Regions from separate parts of the Mus musculus genome. Here all the other regions are linked to region 4. A link is a contact called in public Hi-C and promoter capture Hi-C data. All regions are on one chromosome and are shown on one strand. The core of a region is the stretch at or near the end of the contact, and the rest is flanking DNA. Distances in the headings are between cores, read along the strand shown.

The links. Promoter capture Hi-C pulls out the DNA fragments that hold promoters and counts their contacts. A called contact is a pair of places that touch in the nucleus more often than the background predicts.
Region 1: a contact with region 4 is called in a promoter capture Hi-C map of liver, with 4 times the contacts expected there. The contact joins the promoter of Ncoa4 here to the promoter of Selenok in region 4. A contact is called at or near these places in 2 of 39 promoter capture datasets (liver and pre-B cells), 2 of 484 Hi-C or Micro-C datasets (both in CD4 T cells) and 2 of 115 datasets of contacts at active chromatin or transcription factors (bone marrow-derived dendritic cells and thymic regulatory T cells).
Region 2: a promoter capture Hi-C map of pre-B cells shows a contact between it and region 4, with 12 times the contacts expected there. The contact joins the promoter of Timm23 here to the promoter of Selenok in region 4. A contact is called at or near these places in 3 of 39 promoter capture datasets (liver and pre-B cells), 1 of 115 datasets of contacts at active chromatin or transcription factors (thymic regulatory T cells) and 2 of 9 other capture datasets (adipose tissue and liver).
Region 3: a contact with region 4 is called in a Hi-C map of B cells, with 6 read pairs. The contact joins the promoter of Dph3 here to the promoter of Selenok in region 4. A contact is called at or near these places in 3 of 39 promoter capture datasets (erythroid cells, liver and pre-B cells), 5 of 484 Hi-C or Micro-C datasets (B cells, CD4 T cells, CD8 T cells and 2 more), 2 of 115 datasets of contacts at active chromatin or transcription factors (memory CD8 T cells and thymic regulatory T cells) and 2 of 9 other capture datasets (adipose tissue and liver).

The regions. Positions count from the first base shown.
Region 1 is chr14:32,158,357-32,163,555 of GRCm38.p6, reverse strand. It overlaps Ncoa4 (nuclear receptor coactivator 4), which reads right to left and starts at 3,669. Exons shown (of 10, transcript NM_001033988.2): 1 at 3,546-3,669.
Region 2 is chr14:32,200,146-32,205,389 of GRCm38.p6, reverse strand. It overlaps Timm23 (translocase of inner mitochondrial membrane 23), which reads left to right and starts at 3,499. Exons shown (of 7, transcript NM_016897.3): 1 at 3,499-3,747. The coding sequence starts at 3,642. It overlaps Parg (poly (ADP-ribose) glycohydrolase), which reads right to left and starts at 3,419. Exons shown (of 18, transcript NM_011960.3): 1 at 2,925-3,419. The coding sequence starts at 3,144.
Region 3 is chr14:32,084,281-32,088,870 of GRCm38.p6, reverse strand. It overlaps Dph3 (diphthamine biosynthesis 3), which reads left to right and starts at 3,179. Exons shown (of 3, transcript NM_172254.4): 1 at 3,179-3,461; 2 at 3,890-3,964. The coding sequence starts at 3,354. It overlaps Oxnad1 (oxidoreductase NAD-binding domain containing 1), which reads right to left and starts at 3,143. Exons shown (of 8, transcript NM_145460.2): 1 at 2,818-3,143.
Region 4 is chr14:29,965,412-29,970,800 of GRCm38.p6, reverse strand. It overlaps Selenok (selenoprotein K), which reads right to left and starts at 2,421. Exons shown (of 5, transcript NM_019979.2): 1 at 2,265-2,421; 2 at 685-775. The coding sequence starts at 2,283.

The DNA of each region.
Region 1 (5,199 bases), core at 2,420-4,919, 2.2 Mb before region 4:
ATATCTGTTTTCTGATGCTCTAAAGTGACCCTTACAAAAGGGTCATTGACGCCTCGAAGGGTCAAGACCCACAGGTTGAGAAGCAATGCTTGAATACATGCCTCTCTTGTCAGGCCTGCTTTCTTACCCTGAAGGCTCTCCCAGCTAGAACACACAGCACTATACACACAGCTTGGGATCATCTGTACCTTGGCACTAACAACCTTCCCCGCGTGCTGTATGTGCAACAGAGTTGGCCTAAATAAGAAAAGGACCCGCAGCACTTGTACCAATGCTTGGTCTTGAACCAACCTGTGCTTTAATACATCTTTTATTAATGGATGAATAAATAATGTGTTAATGGTCAAATTCAGAGCAGCTGCAAAATAAATCTTTGTGTTATAAACATAATCAACTTGATGCTGTCCCCTTAAAACCTGTAGTATTAATTTAGGAAAGTAATTTAGAAGAGGACAATGTTTCCAACACATTTTCCCCCCAATATTGGAGGTACAACGCTGAGCTTTGTATATGCTAGACAACACTTTAACTAAGCCACGCCCTAGCCCTTAGTTTCTGACAGTTTCCTGTAGTTCAAGCCGGTCTTGAACTCAGTATTCTGCCTCTTGGTAGACCTTCTGGACTTCCAGAACCCTTGCAACAGCACCCAGAAAAACTTAATTTCTTGTTTTCAAACAATACAGAACTGATGAGGGTTGTCTCCACAGAAATCACAATCCTAGCATGAGTGCTGAGAAAGGCAGTTTTTAAAACTGCCAGACCCAAAAATCTTAGTTCCACAAACTCAAAATAACAATGGGCTTGTTGGTTAAAATGTGCACTGTATTTACAGCCAACTCAACATTTCCCCCCTCAGATTTTGCAGTAAGTACCACAGAAATTGCCTGAGGGACTAGCAATATAGCTAAAGTAAAACTCAAAACATACCTGAATTATTTTGGAAGCTGTAATTGTCCACGTATTAAAAGACTATGCTATACTTACTGACACAAGCTAAGCCCATTTAACCTACTCACTCAACACTAAACCAAAACTGCTCGGTCTGTAGGGCAATCAAGGCAATGCCAAATGGGAGGAACTACAAGCTCAAAAGCCCCAAGTGCAATCCTGGTCCCCCAGAAAAACATGTTGATTCTACCGCGCAATCAAGCCAAGCAAAGCCAACCTGGAGGAAGACAGTCATGAGCACCTGATGAGTGGTTCATGCTAGCTAAAAACAGAATACCTACACAGTAATTATTTAGCTCACTTGCCTGTGAATCTATCTAATTCAGGTATACAGACGATAAGCTTACAAATGATGTCTGAAGTGTTAGATTTAACAGTCACAGAAGGCAAGCTGAGGACAACTGACAGCCCCTCTAAGAGACAAGCATAGAAACAAGAGTACCACTGGTGACACACCTAGAGCAGAAGAGCTCAACTTAGCAACTCTTATAGGCTTAACAGGGTTAAATAGGATACCTGTAGTCACAGGCTTCTACACCCAAAAGTCTGAGTCTGGTTGCCTCTTAGCCTTTTGGCTATGATCTAGTATGAGTCTAAACCCCTCATCTGCACCAGGTATTTTGAAGGGGCCGTTTAAGGTTTATGTAGTCATTCAAGTATTTAAGGTCTTGAACAGAAAGGCACAGTGGTGTTGTTCCTGTGGAGACGATGGTGAATCTGCCATCTAGCAGAACGTTTGTGCCACTGATTCACAGACAACAATAGATTTCTGAAATAAGAAGCACAGGTAAAAAAAGGTGGCTAACAGGCTCAGTGAGTTGCTATAAGTACTGACCGGTGTGTTAACACTGTGTGGGCAAAGGCCCAGAAAGCTAGCTGAGAGACTCTCAAGTGCAGAAGGGGTGTGTGCCGGGACACCCAGAGTTCTATAAGACCTACATACAGATCCCTGGGACACAAGCAACCTGCACTGCTTTCATAAACTGGCCATGGGAGTCAAGTTAACTTCTAAAACTAGATACAAGATGCTTTAAGAAGCATCTTAGTTCATCTGTAGTTCGGTAATTTTCCTCAAAAGAATAACGTAACTGTAGAGACAGACACGTTCGTCATCATCAAACTTCAATCTGAAAACTTTAAATGTCTAGGTTATTTTCCGAAAGGCTCAAAGACCCAAGGGAGGAGGTAAAAAAAAAAGAAAAAAGAGATCTAAATGCAGGGACTGTTAGTGCCAGCAGCTACCCATTATCTCACTTAGCAGAACAATTCTTCGGGCGAGTAAATCTTGCAAAGAGCAAATCACCTGGGTGTGGTGGCACGTACGTCTGTAAACCCAGCAGAGCCAACAGGATCCCTGCAGCCAGTCTCAAGCAAACTAAACAAACCAGGCTGGAGAGATGGCCCAGTGGTTATCAAAGGGCCAGAGTTCAGTTCTTAGGGCCCACATCAGGTGACTCACAATGGCTTGTAAGGGGATCTGACACTCTTCTTAAACAAACAAAAAAATCCACAGAGCAAATCAAGCGACCTGCTGAGCAGTACAAATTAGTCTCCTGTTTGTCACACAGGATGAAATTCTTTCCAATGTTCTAATGTACTTTAAAAGTTCAGAAACATCACAGTGGGATGCTAACGGAGAACCAACAGCCTTACCTGTCCCATACACACCCAGGGAAGTAACTCAAAAGGTCTATGACCATACTCCAAATTACCAAGTGGGTGGAAAGTCAAGTCCTTCCAAAAGGACGCCAGGGTGGCAGGCCCTTACCTACTAAACAACACTAGCAGGAGAGCTGTGTGCAGGAGGGTCAGATAACTCCAGCCCCTCTGACTTGTCATTCTTGAGCCATCCTCCCAAGTTCCAGCCTGTAGCACTTAAACCCATACTGTTCCCACCGCAAGGGCTAAGTCACATCAGGGCCGGGAGCACGTCCACTTCTTTACATTACTATATCCTCAGTACCCTAAGCATATAGCAAATGAACGCCCGAGCTATGAATTAATGATTCTGCAAGCTCTCTCTTCTCATCAGCTGAAGGGACGAATCAAACGATTTAAAGGGACTGCTGGGAGAAGGAAACGGATAGTGGGCCTCCAGAAGTCATTCCACCTTGCCAAACCACTAGGAATAGGGGCAAATGTGCACTGGGTCAGTAATGGAAACCAGGCCCGCCTGGGACCAGAGAAACAGGGCTGTCACCGCTATAAACCCAGAGGACAGTCAGGGCAATGTAGGGAAAGGGATGGAAGAGAAGCATTCAGGCTGCAATCGTGGCCCAGGAACGAAACATGTCGACAGGACAGAGGAGAGAAGACAGATCCAGCGCTTGGGCATGAAGGAAAAGTGGTAGCGTCGGGACGAGGGGAGGGAGAGGAGCTCTGGCCTGGCGCGACGCGGGGACTGGAGAGGCGATCACAGCAGACGTGACCTGGGGAAGGGAAGGGCCATTGGGCCCCGCGTGCAGGCAGGTGGGATGGTGGTCCCGGACCCGAGGGTCGGGAAGAATGGAGGGGAGGGCAGGACAGGCCACAGGCCGGAGCGAAGAAGGGCACAGGGCAGAAGAGGAAGCGCGCCCGCCGGCCACTCTCGTCCTTACCGGCTGGCAGCGCTCCTTCCGGTGATCCGAGCGGACCTTAGACCGACCCAGACACTTAGCCGTGGAAGGATCCGGACCCTGAAGACAGAGTTCTCGCGATAGGATGGCCTCCCTACCACGCTTCTCGGTAGTGTTCTGACAGTCTCGCGAGATTTCCTTCCGCGCCTGCGCAAAGTCTTCTTAGAGCTCAACGTGGAGGCATGCAGTAACACTCCCTGCCCTTAGTCTGGATCATTTTCGTGCCTATCAGTAAGTCTCTAATCCCAGCACTCCGGAGGCAGAGGCAGAGGCAGGCGGATTTCTGAGTTCGAGGACAGCCTGGTCTACAGAGTGAGTTCCAGGACAGCCAGGGCTACACAGAGAAACCCTGTCTTGAAAAAAAAAAAAAAAAGCACTTCCTGTTCTTGCAGAGGACCCAGTTTTGGTTCCCAGCCACCTACAGGATGGCTCACAACCACCCATACCTCCTGGTTCCAGTGCCTTCTGACCTCCAAGGGCACCAGGCGTGCACACGGTACAGATGTATATATGCAGGCAAAAAAGAGTCATGCAAATAAAGAAAATAAACTCTTTTTTTCCTCTGGGGTTTGTGGTGGTTTGAGTAAGAATGGCCCTCTCGGGCTCACGTGTTTGAATGCTTACTGATGAGAAGATGGCTCTACTTAGAGTGAGTGTCCTTGTTGGGGTGGGTGTGGCTTTGGGGGAGGAAGTATGTCACTGGGGGTTGGCTTTGAGGCTTCAGAAGTCCAAGCCAGGCTTAGTGGCTCACTCTTTCTTTCTGCTGCATGTGGATCTGGATGTAGTACTCTGAGCTACTTCTGCCTGCAGGCCACCCTGCTTTATGCCATGCTGATAATGGACAAAGCCTCTGAAATGGTAAAGATGGCCCAGGCAAATGCTTCCTTTTGTAAGAGTTGCCATGGTCATGGTGTCTCTTCACAGCAATAAAACAGTGACTAAGACAAGGCTGATGGGCTTTATAACTTAGGAAAAACATGCTACATTTTTTTTTAAATATTGAGTAAATAAATGTCAGAATTAATGTTACAGTTTCAAGTCAGTGTATTTTAGCTGGTCTGTATGCCACACCTAACTGACCCTAGAGCTAGGCCCCACCACCCACAGAAGTCCGGCTTCTGAGTTTCCTGTCAGACTGCGTGAGGTCTAGAGAGCCCCTTCTCCAGTATCTCTAACCTGTTCTAACCTTATGCAAACACAGTGTGATGTGGGGACTCGATAAAGAGGGGGTACCTAAGTAACTGGAAGGAAGGATAAATGAGAGTACCAGGGACAAAGAAGAAGTCTGGTTTCATCATGAACACACATGCTTTTTTCCATTGTAAAGCAGAAACAGATGGTTCTGAGCCACCATGTGGTTGCTGGGAACTCAGAACCTCTGGAAGAGCTTCGGGGCTCTTAACCACTGAACCACTTCTCTAGCCTAAACCAGAAACAAGATGCAGGCAGAAGAGCCTTATTTGTAGAAGTGGTGGAAATGGATGTGGGCCCCATAGGAAAGCACACATGCATGACACCTGTTGGAGCTCAGGAAAGATGCTGTAACTGGTACCTGGTATTGTTGGGTTGATTTGTTTGGTTGTATAACATGCATTAAGTTAATACAAATATGGTTGGCAAACTTGTTTACTTGTTT
Region 2 (5,244 bases), core at 2,250-4,749, 2.2 Mb before region 4:
GAGTTCAAGGCCAGCCTGGTCTACACAGTGAGTTCCAGGACAGCCAGGGCTACACAGAGAAACCCTGTCTTGGAAACAAACAAACAAACAAAACAGTAATCCTAACTAGGACAACACAGGTGAGCCCTTTCAGTTCTGGACTGAGACCTCTCTATCTAGTTATCAGCCTTATTATGGTCAAGTTATTTGAGTTTGTTTCCTTACCTAAGAATGCAGTTCTCTACTACTGAGGAGTACATGTACTAGTAAGAATACAAAAATAAGGAGCTGGAGAAATGGCTCAGTGGTTAAGAGCACTGACTGCTCTTTCAGAGGTCCCGAGTTCAATTCCCAGCAACCACATGGTGGCTCACAACCATCTGTAATGGAATCTGACGCCCTCTTCTGGTGTGTCTGAAGAGAGCAACAGTGTACTCACATAAAATAAATAAATAAATCTTCAAAAAAAATACAAAAATAATAGAAAACATTGTATCCAGGCTACAAAAGAATTATTCAGTAAATACATTCTTTCCTAACACTTAAATCCAATCTCTTTTATAACTGACCTGATTCTGATGATTCTGATTTACTCTCCGTGCACATCATTCACACTTATTTCCATCCACTGTGGTACAATGAGGTGATCCATATAGTTAAAAATTGACACAAAGGACATAAAATACAGTAAAATCCACCTGCATTTTCAAGGAGCACCTCACTTCCAGAAAGTCTCCTATAGCAACCCAACTGGTTAAGTCATTTGCCACCAGAGATATGAAAAGCATGCTGAGTTCTGCCTAAGCAGAGATGTCAATCAATGTATGAGATATATCCATAAAAAGATACTGAATAGGCTTTCTCTACTCCACCCACTTCTAGGATACCTATATGTAAAAAACTTAAATACCAAGTTCCAGAAAGAATTCTAAGATTTGCAACAATGGCTTAGTTTCTGTTCACCGGTTCTATAGTTCCTGAAACTAGTCCCTCTGTTTACAGTATGAACTTTCTTTAACCCAAAGTTTTACAAACTAAAAATAACAAGCATTTATTAAATGGAACAATAGAAAATATAAGAATCTATTACACACATTACACATAATAAGGATGTTATTTCATGAAATATTTCAATCATAAATATGTCACATTTTTCGAACAAAATTACAGCTATTACTGCTTACCAGAAAAATATACAGTGGCCTGAAGTTTTAAAAGCCCAAAAGCTATTGCTTAACCGATCCTTCTAAAACATTAACCAAATGGCATTCTTTTACTTTGTTTAAAAGCGTCCAGAGGCCCAATAAATAAGAATAAAGTCTAATTCCTTTAAATGGCACTTAAGTTCATCCAGAGCAAAGCTCACCTGAGCCTTCTGCATCCCCATGTTCCAGCTCCAACAGCATTTAGGTACGCTGTTCCTTCTAGCTATATTATACCTACCTCTTTCATTTATACTGGACATCCTATTATTTCAAGACTCGTATCAGGCCAGAGGCAGGGATGCACCTGATTAAGTCCCTTTGGTTTTTGTGTTTAGGAGGCAGGTCTGAGGTCCAGACCAAATGGGACTACACAATGAGTCCTTGTTTCAAAACAAACAAACAAGAACAACAAAACACCTACTTCAAGTCTGCTTCTTAGTGTTCCCAAGAAAGACAAGAGTCCACTCTGCCCTGGTGTCTGCCCAGCTCTTACACTGCTCACCAATGCATGCTTTCAGCAATGTTCTTCACTCTGCGTAAAGAACAGTAGACTTTTCTCATCCTCACTGACCATTTCTCTCAGGCCTCTCCTAAAAGGCAGGTGTTCCTAAAGGCTCTATCCTTGGCTGCTTTACTGTCAATACTAACCATTGTATGCTAAACCACACTTACAGAGTCCATTATACTTTAACACCAAGAACTCCATTTCTCAAGCATAGGTGTATTTCTTCTGAGCTACAAAAGGACAGGACACGGCATTCCCTCCAGTACGCATCCACTTCTGTTCACTGCTGCCTGCAGCAGGGTCTAAGTGTAAAGCATCCCCCATCTAGACCAACTCCTTTAGTCCTGAGATTTCAACCAGGTTTTCTTTTCCATTTTCCATACACCAAACATATACAGACAGTTCAAGAAAACAAGACTAACCAAGTCCTTGCCTTACCCCGCCCCTTCACACAACTGAACACTCTTTAATAGCCTCTCACTGCCCTGAAAATGTAAAATTCAAGATCCTTAGTACTGTCCACACTTACTCAGCAGAGTAGGATCACTGTCCTAATTCTCTGCAGCCCATCTCTCACCATTCCACCGTTGATTCTGCGCACCCACTGCATATCTGAAGTACCTCTTTACTTTCTTCTCCAGTACTCACAGTAAGTACCAAACCTTCTGGACTACCATAACTAACTTAAGTATACTTAATTCCTACCAAAACAATGGCTCCTTCATGAACAACAACATCCATTACTCTCTGTTACAGGTATTTGACTTGTGCTATTGTTTCTCTCTCCTCACAGATTTCAAGGTACGAAAGAAGAGACCAAGTTCCTCGTGTTCAACATCGTGTGCCAGGGACAAATACAATCCAGCAAGCTAAGGCTAACAGCTCTGCACTCTGGAAGTCAGCTCTCACTGAGTCTACTGCAACAACTTTCTTTACGATTTTTGGAGACTGAAGCGCCCTTCTGCTTCACATACACAACTAGACTTCCTTAACAGGGCAAATTCTCTATCCAAGCTGAGGAAAGTATCCCGGGGAGGTCCGGTAACTACCTGTCCAACAAAGTTTTCCACAACACACATGCCACTAGTAAAACTGTAGCGCCTCTCATTGGAGTGGCATCTAGTGATTGAACATCGGGGTCATCAGAGTGGTGGAAACAAGATCAGTTAGGAGTGACTGGAGTCTCCTGGTCCTCACACTGAAACAAGGACAAAGATTTTTTTTTTCCCACGTACCAAACGAGGTGGCGTTGCCTCTGTGCGGTCCCGCCCGCCCCGAGACGCAGGCTGGCGAGGACGGAGGGACCCTGAACTGGACGGGAGCGTCCTTGGGGTCGAGAACACGCCTCTGCCTGCCAGGGAAGCTCCGGGAGTCCGAGGCAGTCGGCGCAGAAGTTCCAGCGGCGCCCCAGCGGGGCCGCTTCGTGCAGGGCTCCCAGCCGGGGCCCGCACTCATGCTGGGACCCGCAGCACACAGTCCCCGGGCCGGCCCGGGCGGAGAGCCTCATTCACTAACCCGGACAGGGACGGACTGCGCCTCCTTCTCGGCGCGCCGCGCACCATTCCCTCTCCGCAGCGGCCCGCCTGGAGGCTGCCACTCCTCGGGCCTTCGAGCGAGACCCTCGCTGCGCAGCCGCTTGCCTCCGCTCGGCAGCAGGGAGCCCACCAGCCCCGGGACGCGCCGCTTCCACTCGGCTCGAGATCGGGCTCCGGCTCCAGGCTCACTTTCCCACCACCGGAAAGCAGCCGTCTCGCGCTTCCCACTTCCGGGCCGCACACAGCCGTAAAGCGGAAGTGCGATACTTCACGGGAGCCGGCGCCCGGAAGGTCAGCGTGGTGAAGGTGGCAGGAGCAACGCGGGTCTTCCCGCTGTTGCTTGTCGCGGCCACGGCCGAGCATACGTCCCCGGCCTGAGGTGGTGGTGGCGAGCCCACCGCCGTTTGCTGCGACCTCATGGAAGGTGGCGGAGGAAGTAGCAACAAATCCACCAGCGGGTTAGCTGGCTTCTTCGGAGCCGGAGGAGCGGGTTACTCGAACGCTGATTTGGCCGGCGTCCCGCGTGAGTATCGGGCCTCGCCTGCTCCCCTTTCTGACTCCTTCCTGGGACAGCTAGAAATGTGTAACGTTCCTGTCCCTTTTCCTGCTCGCCTTTACGAGATTCACCGCCGGTGATTGGGTTTCAAGGCTGAACGAATTTGGGGGATCGTAAATCCCCGGGAAGCTCTTTTAGTGACCTAGTTTCGAGAGGAAACACAAAATGTCCTCCTCTTTAGTGCCCCGTCCCGTCTTTTCTCGTCACACGCTTTTCTGTATGCTTGGCCCTGTTAGGAGACCCTAGTTCTAGAAATAAACATTCCAAATAACAAGCGCGCTATTAATTTTTTTTCACACGGCTTTTAAATATTTCTAAACCAGTTAGGCGAAAACATTTTTCGTTCTTTGTGCGTGTGAGAGACAATTCAGGAAATCAGAAGGAGCTGGGGAAGCAAACGAAACTTTTAAGAGATTTTTAAACAAGAAAAAAGAGCCAAATTCTGAAAGCGATATAAGCAAATTCAAAGATGCAGAGGCATGAATTCCCAGCCTGTTGGCCCTTCTCAATCACCTAAGTATGTCTTTCAGGCTTTTAATGTTTTGTAATTATGGATATTCGACTGGATAAGTAGAGCTTGGGAGTTAATGTTTAATAACACTTTACTAAAGTGTTTCTTCTTGCTAATCCTCTAAGTAAAACCTTTACACTTAAAAACATTCAGAAAGCCGTTTGATAACCCTAATGTCTGCTGTCAAAACTTGAGTCCAGGACACAATTTATGTGTATCTTAGGATATCTCAGTTGCATAACATGAAGGGCACTACTTAAGGTGAGAGAGTACACATACTACTGAGGAGAGTAACGTGAGGACACAGAAGTTAGTGATAGATGACATGGCAATTGAAATAGGACCCTGAGATGGTGGTGGTGGTGATGGGCCGTGAAGGTTGTTGGAGAACAGGTTAGAGAAAACAGCTTGGGAGTTGAAGTTAGAGCTGTGACCTGAATTTAGCAACAAGTGCTTGAGAGACAGAACAAACCTGCTGTGTTTCTTGAGAAGCTATTGGGTCAGTTTGTCTTTAGAGTTGCAAGGGAATGAACTGATACAAGATTGATTGTAAGAGTTGAGAGGCAAGCCGGGCGTGGTGGCACACGCCTTTAATCCCAGCACTCGAGAGGCAGAGGCAGGCGGATTTCTGAGTTCGAGGCCAGCCTGGCCTACAAAGTGAGCTCCAGAACAGCCAGGGCTACACAGAGAAACCCTGTCTCGAAAAACCAAAAAAAAAAAAGAGTTGAGAGGCAGGAAACAGCAACAAATACAAGCTTTTATAAGCAAGGAAGGGGGGATTAGATTTGATCTAATTGTAGATGAAAGCCATTAGGGCTGATTTCATAATTTCTACAGAGAAAGTGTGTTGAAGGGATAAGAGAAAGTAAGAAATGGTTGGTATGAGATGGGATGCTTGTGTAACAATTGGAAGTCTGAAATAACAGGACTTAAAATTGATCAATAGGCTGGGC
Region 3 (4,590 bases), core at 1,930-4,429, 2.1 Mb before region 4:
AGCAGAGCCGATCGAGACAGCCAGGCAGACATGAAGGGGAGACATGAAGCACACTGCAGCAGAGATCTTGGAAGGAACAAAGCCCAAGCAAGAAACAACGCTGGCGAGTTAAGAGGAGCTGGGTGAGAATGCCAGGAACCCGTACATGTGCCTATGTGTCCAAAGTGAAGGTCCAAAGTGTGTCCAAAGTGAAACTTCCCTGAAGGGCACTCACAGCAACTGAACCAAGTTCAGAACAAGGACATGATCTTGGTACTTTTAAATGGTCACCCACGTTAAAGCAGGAAGTCAAGACTCTAGCTTAAGATTCTGGTAGATGGACTGGTGAGATGGCTCAGTGGGTAAGAGCACCCGACTGTTCTTCCGAAGGTCCAGAGTTCAAATCCCAGCAACCACATGGTGGCTCACAACCATCTGTAACAAGATCTGACCCCCTCTTCTGGAGTATCTGAAGACAGCTACAGTGTACTTACTTACATATAATAAATAAATAAATCTTTTAAAAAAAAAAAGATTCTGGTAGAACAGCGGCCAGAGATGGTAGGACAGTATTAAAAATGTTTGGGAATCAGAGCCCTTCAACTTGCTGAGAGGTTCCTACTGTAGGAACAGCCCTGCTGGCTTCCTCTCATTCTGCCAGAAACAGACCAGGCAGTCTGGTTCGTCCCGAAAAAAACAAAAACAAAAAACAAAACCACAAACAAACAAACAAACAAAAAAGAGTTCTAGGTTCTAGGACCAAAAGAGTCCAAGTTGGCATCGTGACTTTTGAGCTTTGCCTTAGCGAATTCTTCAGCCCCTAGACCTCATTTCCCAGGGCTAAAGACACACCCCATCTGTACTTCACTGTGTTATTCTTTTTTTTTTTTTTTTTTTTTAAGGTGAATCTTTTTTTTTTTTTTTTTTTTTAAAGATTTATTTATTATATGTAAGTACACTGAAGCTGTCTTCAGACACTCCAGAAGAGGGCACCAGATCTCATTACGGATGGTTGTGAGCCACCATGTGGTTGCTGGGATTTGAACTCCTGACCTTCGGAAGAGCAGTCGGGTGCTCTTACCCACTGAGCCATCTCACCAGCCCTCACTGTGTTATTCTAATGATCAAACACACATAAGAATTATCCAGAACCCAGTGTCAACTACCATAAATAAATGGCTCATTAAGTTTTTCCTTTACTATTTTAAATAATATGCACACAAATGATTTGTTGAGAAGTTAAAAAGAAAAGCTAGCTGATTATAACTTCAGTCTTTAAGATGCCCCAGAAATTTGTTTTTGATGGGTCTGAACTGCTTTCTAAAACATCAGGTCCAGGGCTGGAGAGATGGCTTGGCAGTTAAGAGCACTGACTACACTTCTAGAGATCCTGAGTTCAATTCCCAGCAACCACATGGCCAGAAAAGGGTGGCCCGGAACTGGAGTTATAGACATAACTAACTTCAATATAGGTGCTAGGAATTTAACGTCGGTCTTCAGGAAGAGCAGCAGTGATATTAACTGATGAACCAGCTCTTCAGCCTTTTGTGTGTTTGCTTTTTAAATAAAAGACCTAAGAACTTATACACACTACGAGCCTCGTGTGGCCGGTAGCCTCCCCAATATGGAGCTCACCAACTTGTCGGCCCCTGCGCTCCAGAGATCCACCTGTTTCTGCCCCTGCTTGCATCAATGCTGGGGTTACAGATCGATATACTTGCCAGGCCATTCCCTACCAACAACTGCATCCATTTCTGCGCATTCAAGAATGGCTCATAAGAACTAAAGATCATCTGAACTAAAGACAGACACTTGGAAATCAGTTTTCTTCCTGTGTCCCAGAGGTTACCTGGGAAGTATTTATACCCATAAAGATAGAAGGCTTTCACTGCATTTCTCTTCTGCCCAGACAGGCTACAGCTAACCTGCAACAGGCTACAAAGATCTCCTAATTGCTATTTAGATCTTCAATTATGTTAAAAAAAAAAAAAAAAAAAGGAATGGAGATCTTTGAAACAACCTTCCATACACTTAAGTTCTGGGTTTTTTCCTCCCAAAGGCTTCTCTGCCCATAGGTTTTCACACTTCAAAAAGGCTTCAAAATATAGTGTCCTTTAAACATGCACAAAATTGGTAATTTATGCACACAACTGTACATACTTAAACACTGTTACAGAAATGTAAACTACATAAGTCATACATGACTGCTGAACTATTCATTCTCGTGCAAAAGAATGTTAGATTCCAAAGGATCTACTCTCAGAAGAGGATGTAAGAACCAAAGAATGTAATTTTCCAACCCCCAGAGCTCTTCAAGTCAAACTGGAATCCAGTTCTGCCATACTACTTTTCACTACACTGCACTCCTCCAGTGAGATGAGTAACTGCTTAGCACTACTCCAAAGTCCCTGGTTGTAACCGGAACAAGCCCAGCACGGCTCTCGGAACAACGTGCTTCTCAAAGAAGAGGCTGCACGCTGACGAAAATACCAGGAACACCATTCCTTTTACCGAGAACTAAAGTTCACATAAATAATTTGTTCCTGGGCTTTAGAGACAGCTAGGCTCATCGTTATGGCCTAGGTATGCAATCTTGGGCAAGATGCCCAGTCTCTAAATCTATGTTAAAGATGAATAAAATGGATTTTTGAACCTCAAGATCAAGTTTAACATATAGGTTGCCCACTAAAAACCCCAATAATTAAAAGCTACTGTGCCCACCACTGCAGTGAATATTTAAAATATGGCTAGAACTCGCCCCTGTCTTGCAGATCTTGGTTCTCTACAACACAACCGGGGTATCAGAAAGTGGCTGGGGTGAGAGAGGCAGTGATGTACCTGCAGGCAAGAACTCATAACAGGCCAAGAGTCACTCAGAGTTCAAGGTCGCCTGAAACGCAATTGCAGGAGCGCTGTGGGCCGAGAACTGGAGAGGACGCTGTGTGGCTCCCTGAGCCTCAATGATTCCCCCTTTCAAGAGGGCGTAGCCTCCGCCAATTCTTTTAATGTCCTCTGAAGTCAGCTATGGAGGACAAGACTCCACCTGCATAGAAAACTCGTTTATATCCCAAGCCCAAACTCCCCGGGCCCCGGACTGACGTAACCGCCATGAGAGGGAGCCCTTCACACTATTGGTCGCTGGCACCCAGTGGACGGAGAACTGCGCAACGCTGCTGCGCAGGAAGCACCATCTTTCCGGCGCTATCTCCATGGCGACCGCGACCGGGTCACCCTTTTGGCCGCGGCGGTAGAAGTTACGTCATCGCCTGTGCGTCCGGAAGTGACTGTTCCTGCGCCAGGGTGGACCGGGAAGACCGGGCCTTACCCTGCCTGGGCGCAGGTAGGCAAGCTGATGCGGTGCCGACCGGGTGACCATGGCGGTGTTTCACGACGAGGTGGAGATCGAGGACTTTCAATATGACGAGGACTCGGAGACATATTTCTACCCTTGCCCCTGTGGGGATAACTTTGCCATCACCAAGGTACTCTAAAGGGCCCGCCGGCGATCCCTCGAGCTTGCGCATTGTCGCTTCCGGTGTCCCTGGGAAGGCTCAGTTACCCACGTGTTCTTCCGAACCCCCGCCCCTAAAGTAGTAACCTAGGCTGTCTAGCATACAGGGTCGGGTTAAGGGCGCTGTTCTCCGTAGTCCCGCCCCTAAGTGTTTTTCTTTTTTTTCTATTTTTTTTTCCCCTGGGAGCTTCTTTGAAGAAGGGAACTTGATTTTGTACCCCAGGGTTTTGGAGGCGATCGAACCAATCTAATCTCCCTGTTTTTTTTTCCTAGATGACACTTGGGAGGAAAGTTCTTTGTGTTGTTACCCAACTAAAGACTTGCCCATAGACATAGGAGAGATTTATGGGAAGTTGACGAAAGGCTATGCTGACCATATGTTGTTTGATTGCGTTGTAGGAAGATTTGGAAAATGGAGAAGATGTGGCCACGTGTCCTAGCTGCTCACTCATTATAAAAGTGATTTATGACAAAGTAAGGGATATGTTAAAGGGGATGGGTGGTGTGAGCTAATGACAAGGGCCTAAAGGAGCCTGTCTGATAGAAAAGGGCGGAAGAGTGTTGGGTGTTGGTTTGTTTTTTGAGACAGGGACCTTAAGTAGCCCTGGCTATACTGGAACTCATGATGTGAACCAGGCTGGCCTTGAATTCACAGAGATCTGCCTTTTATGTAACTTATGATCACTTTGGAAAGGGCAATAAAGAAATTGCTTTGTAATGAAAATTGATGACTTAATCAGGAATGAAAAATTATGGTTATTTTAATTGATGTTCTTCCTTTTGACATTTCTCTTGTATTTAATATTTAGTTTGTTCAGAGCTCTAGGATATTTTTAGAAGATTGCATTTTATTGCTTGCCTAGCTTATGTACAGAATCTACCTTGTTTGAGATATAGTTCCTAGATGTAATGTTACAGTTCCATGTTCCTTTGTATCCATTAGGAATGGCAATAGAAAAGGGGTAAATATCTTTACTTCCCACCCAAAGCTCAGTTAGTGCTTTGGAGTCTAAGTACAGAATGTAACAGTCTAGAGGATAAATTCTAAAATGACTATAGGGTAAGTTGGACCAAAGCACAGAACTTTGTGGGAGAAGCAG
Region 4 (5,389 bases), core at 1,172-3,671:
CCTGGAGGCAGGAGCTGATGCTGAAGGGGTGCTGCTTCCTGCCTTTCTCCCCACAGCATGTTTTCTTACAGAACCCAGGGGTGTCCCCATCAACAATGGGCTGGGCCCTCCCACATCAATCACTAAGTAAAAATGTCCTACGGGCTTGCCTCTAGCCTGATCTTATGGAGGCATTTTCTCAATTGAGGTTCCTATTTTCAGTAATTCTAACTTGTGTCAAGTTGACATAAAACTTGCCAGCCCAATACTCAATGAAAGGGGGACGTATCCTTCTCTATCTACTCATGACTTTCCAAACAGGAGACATTCAAATATTTACTCAATTCAGGGTAAGTAAGACCTGGTAGTAACTGGCTGGCAGTTTAGGTAGCACAGCACGTAATGGTCAGACACCACCCCTCATCTAATACACAACTACTTAAAATGCCTGAGACCTCATCTAATACAGAACTGCTTAAAATGCCTGAGAAGTCGACATTTTTTTTTCCCCATTATCAACTAACCCTTCATTAAAAGTTCAGAACCAGGAGTGGTGGCACATTCTTGTAATTTCAACACTTAGGAGGCTAAGGCGGGGTGACTACAATGACTTCCAGAACAGCTTAGACTCTCTATAACACTAAACCAGCTATGAGACTAAATAGCAACACTTGGTCTCAATTAAAGAAATGCTTTTATACTTACAAGAAAACCACGAATTCTGCTATTCCCCAGAAGAAGTCTGTTAGGAAAGACACTCTCCATGGGGACTGATTCCTGCTGTCCAACACCTGACCTACAGAATTAAAGAAAGAAACTGAGGTAAGTGCCACAAGTCCACAACTCGGCGCTGCCTTTAATCAGCGGAGCAACACCAATGAGCTCAGCTTTTGACTTGTTGGCTTCTTCAAGCCAGTCAACATCAGAGGTCCACTGTGAGTGCAGTCAAACTCTGGGATCTAGCGTTCACTCCTTCGATAGATGTCTACTTTCAGTATGTAATTCTCGGAGGCGAACTCATTCTAGGCATCTCTTTGCCATCTCCTTCTCACTGGTAAAATGCACATGACATTTTAGTGGCGAGATGGATGCAGCAGAAGAACACTGATCACTTTTGAGTGCATAGCTGTATGAGCTAGTGACCTAAATTGCAAATAACAGAATCTGCGAGCGCTCGAAACTGAAGATGGAATGATGATGCTTCCTGTAGTGCCCATCACACCACCTATCCCAAAGCTTTGTAATCAGGAGGTGAAATCCTGAAAAAAGCCGAGAAATTCAAAGTGCTCTCAGCCCTAAGACTTCTGCTAATCGCCCTACTCTCTAGAGATACAGAGATGAATCTGATACAACCACACCTATTTCCAGGGCCCCAAGAGAGTCTTGTAGAAATGCGCCAAGGAGTCTCACCTAAGTCACACAGGTGGGCAGATGGTTCTGGCACTGATACGACCTTCTCAGGCTGTATTTTTTTCTTTTCCAGTAATTGGAGACTTGCTTCCCAAGTTCTTTCAAACTGGGTAAAGTCTTGGGCTTAGGACTAGCTACACTTTTAGGGGAGAAAAATCTGTCACAACTTTTGTATTGCCTGGCGTGGTGGTGCTTGCCTTTAATTTAATCCCACTACTCCGGAGTCAGAGGCAGGAGGATCTTTGGGAGTTAGTGGCCACCTTAGCGTACACAGTGAGTTACAGGGCAGATAAAACTACAAAGTGAGACCCTGTCTCCAGATTTTATTTATTTTTTTCATATTCTTGCTAGTCCTGCATCACCACCATCGCCATCATTATTGTACGCATTATAGAGGCAGTATGGTAGGTAATACTGGAGCCAACCTGAGTTCAATTTAACCTAAATTTCATATTGCCTTTGTGATCTTTAGCGAGCTAGTCAATCTATGTCTCAGTCTGCATCCGAAAAACAGGGATAGAAATACACCATCTGAATAGAACAGTTACAAGGATGAAAGAGATGCTAGGCAAAGAACGCGGCTCTAGCGGCCCAAACAAAAGCGCGTTGTATCCGGACCGGGTTAGCGTCTCTGTCATTCCCGGGTTAAGGACACCCGCGCCCGGGATCACTATCGCAAACCCACAATCGGAAAATTGGCTGTACCAGGAGGCTTCAGGGTCCCCCAGCGGCACCCGGGGACCTTCTGGGCTGCGCCTCGGCTCCCACCGCCTCCGCTTCCCACTCCTTCCGGCCACTGGTGTGGGGGAGGCCGCCCCAAGCTCAGGACCCGGCGAGTCAGGACAGAAGCGGCCCAGGGTAAGGCTCTCACTCACCATTCGAGATGTAAACCATCTTCCCTCCGGTTGCCTGCTTCCTAGCGACAGAGAAGACCGGACGCCCCTGTTGTCGCCGTACCTAGCCTCCCGCCCCGCCCTGTACGTCACAGGCCACTGACAGACCCAAGTCAGGCTAGAGGTGGGTCGAGCCCATTGGCTGCTGGGAGACCACTCCTGACTAGAGGTTCCGCCCAGTCACACAAGTAACTTCCGCTGGCGTGGATACTGCCTGAGTCAGGAGACCGGATATGACGTCTAGGAGAAACATTGTTTGAGGGTCCTTTTCCCCACCCCCCTCACTTGGTTCCGGTTTGACCGAGAGTCTTTGAGGCCACAGCACTGCCGACCGGAAGTTGCTTGCTAGTTGGCAGACACGCGCAGGGTTCGGGTCCGAGGTGGCTCGAAGGGCTTGGAGGGCGGAACGTTCCTCAGCTTTCCAGATGTGTTGCTGTCTTTTGGAGTGGCAGGGAGAGGCTCTGAGGCGGTGTCTGGGACATGAAGAGCTTTAACCATCAGGTTTTGCTGAACTCACTTTTAAGTCCCTCTGGACCGTATTCCCTTTAAGCCGGTTATTTCTGCTCTCAGTTTATTTGTTTTGCTTTTTTGAAACAGGACTCACACTGTATTCCTGGCTCTGAGCTCACATTGTAGACGAGGCTGGCCCTAAACGCAAAGATCTGCCTGCCTCTGCCTCCGTAGCGCAGGGATGAAAGACAAGCCTCACCACACCCAGCTGGTTTTTGTTTTTGTCTTTTGTCTTGTTTTTGTTTGTTTTTGATTTGGGATCTGTGTATCCCAGGCTGCCCTTGAACTCACTTTGTAGACCAGGCCTATACCAGTACTCATGTGGCATAGGCAGGTGGATCTGTATAAGTTCAAGAAGTGGAATTTGTTATTTTTCGAGACTGTTTTTCTGTGTAGCCCTGGCTGCCCTGTAACTAGCTCTGTAGAGCAGGCTGTTCTTGAACTCAGAGATCCACCTGTCTCTTGCCTCCCAAGTGCTGGGACTAAAGGTGTAACCAACACCCAGCTAAGAAGTGGCATTTTTAATAGCTGTAGAGACACAACTAGGGAAAATCAAATGAACTTCAGAATGACAATTTCCTCTGCTTGTCAGCATTGTAGACGTGACATATGCGTTAGAAGGCAGGTCTTGGGCATCCAGTAAGTTTGAAGAAAATTCCTTGCTGCCCCTGTTGTGTTTCCTTTGTGGTGCGGGGAGTGGGGGTGAGGAGAGGGGAAGGGAGGAATGAGGTGTGCAGTCAGTACAGAAAGGGAGAGTTGGGTGTTTTCCACCTTATTGGACTGGCTAGGGAGCTCTGGCCATCTGCCTGTCTCATCCTCCAGGATAGGTCTGAGTTGTGTGCAACCACTGTTGGCTTTTACATGACTGCTGGGGATTCTAAAATCCAGGCCCTCATGTCTGTGTAGCAGTCACTTTACCCACCGAGCTCTCTTCCCAACCTGGGTCCGTGATTTTTCTCAAGGGCCTTTCTAGACCTGGGCTTAAACCATGACGTTGCCTCTCACTCTCTGTGCTCTCTTTTCCTTCTAACTGAAATCCCTGGTTATACTTTTGTCAGACTGCAACAAGAATGATTTATTTAAAAAAAACAAAACAAAACTTTGTTTTGCTTAAAACCCTTTAGACACTAAAATGTAGTGATCTCCCATTGCTCTTACAAACTAGGTCCTTTTCAGTATCCACTGATATAGCCTGACCTGTTCACTTGATTTTAGCTTCTGCTACACATTCCCACCCAAAACACACTCTGGCAATAATTTTTTTTTTTTTTTTACAGTTTTGTGAGTGCCCTAAGTCTTTTCATCTCCCTGAACGTGCACATAGCTATTCTTCCTGTAACACGTTAACTGACTCACCGACAGTTCCCCATCCTTTCCCCTTCAGTTGTCAGCCCGAGTGTCATCATTTGAGTGTCTCTCCTTGATTCCTCATCTCTGGTCAGTTTATTCATAGTCCTTATCACAACATGGAATTACTAACCTGATTATTTAGTGTTGTCACTCTTCATTAGTAAACGCTAAGGGATCAGGAACCTCATCCGCCTGGTACCCCTGTACAAGGTGTGGTGGTGCACACTTGTAAGCCGAGCAGTTGGAAGGCTTAGGCTGCAGTCCTGTGAGTTGAGGTCAGTTTGAGTTACATAGCAAGTTTCCATCCAGCAGGCGTTACACAGTGAGACCTTGTCTCAACAAACAAACAGCACCAGTAGCCACACAAGGAAGGGAGCAAACCCCGGATCTCAGGCCAGTTACTTCCTCTTCATTCCTCTTTAGATTTTATTCCTGCACCTTAATGCAGTGATATCCCAAACTATCCCTAGCCTCCCTGTGTTTCAACCTGTGTTACTTCTGGCTGCCAGTTCAATACAGCCTCACCAATCTGCTCATTAGCCTTTTAGCCACCACCTTCCACATAACGCCCTGGTTAGCTGTGGGAGGTTCCTTTGATACCACTTAGATTATTCTCTCTGGTTTCTAGTTCCTCAATAGACCCTTTGTTTTCCTGAATTCTTGCTTATGTGCACAGTTTCTCCTAAGGAGAACTTCTCTACCTACTGCTCTTCTTGGGTTCAGTTCTCCTAAGGTTTTCCTCAACGTGCAAAGCCTTTCACAATTTCTCACTTATATTTGATGGGAATATGTCTGGCTTTGAAGAATTAATTAAACTTAAATTTGTGTGTGTGTTTGGCCTGTATATATATATGTGTGTGTGTGTCTGTGTATCACTTGCATAGTTGATGCCCATGGAGGCCAGGGAGGGCATCGGTTCCCCTGGAATTAGAGCTACAAATGTTTGTGAGTTGCTGTATGGGTGCTGGGAATTGAACTCTGGTCATCTGAAAGAGCAATGTGAGACTACTTGAAAACCAGAAAATAAATAACCAAAATACTTCATTAAAAATAATTTTTCCTTTTACATCTTGATATGGTTATTAGAGAAATTTAAATTACTTATGTGGCTCCCACTTAGTACATTGCTCCTAGACATGATTGGTGTAATATAAAAACACTGTTGGACTAACAGAGAAAAGGTGAAACAGAATAAGGCAAGAAGACCAATTTTTAGATACTGACTTACTGATTTATTTGGTGATTTA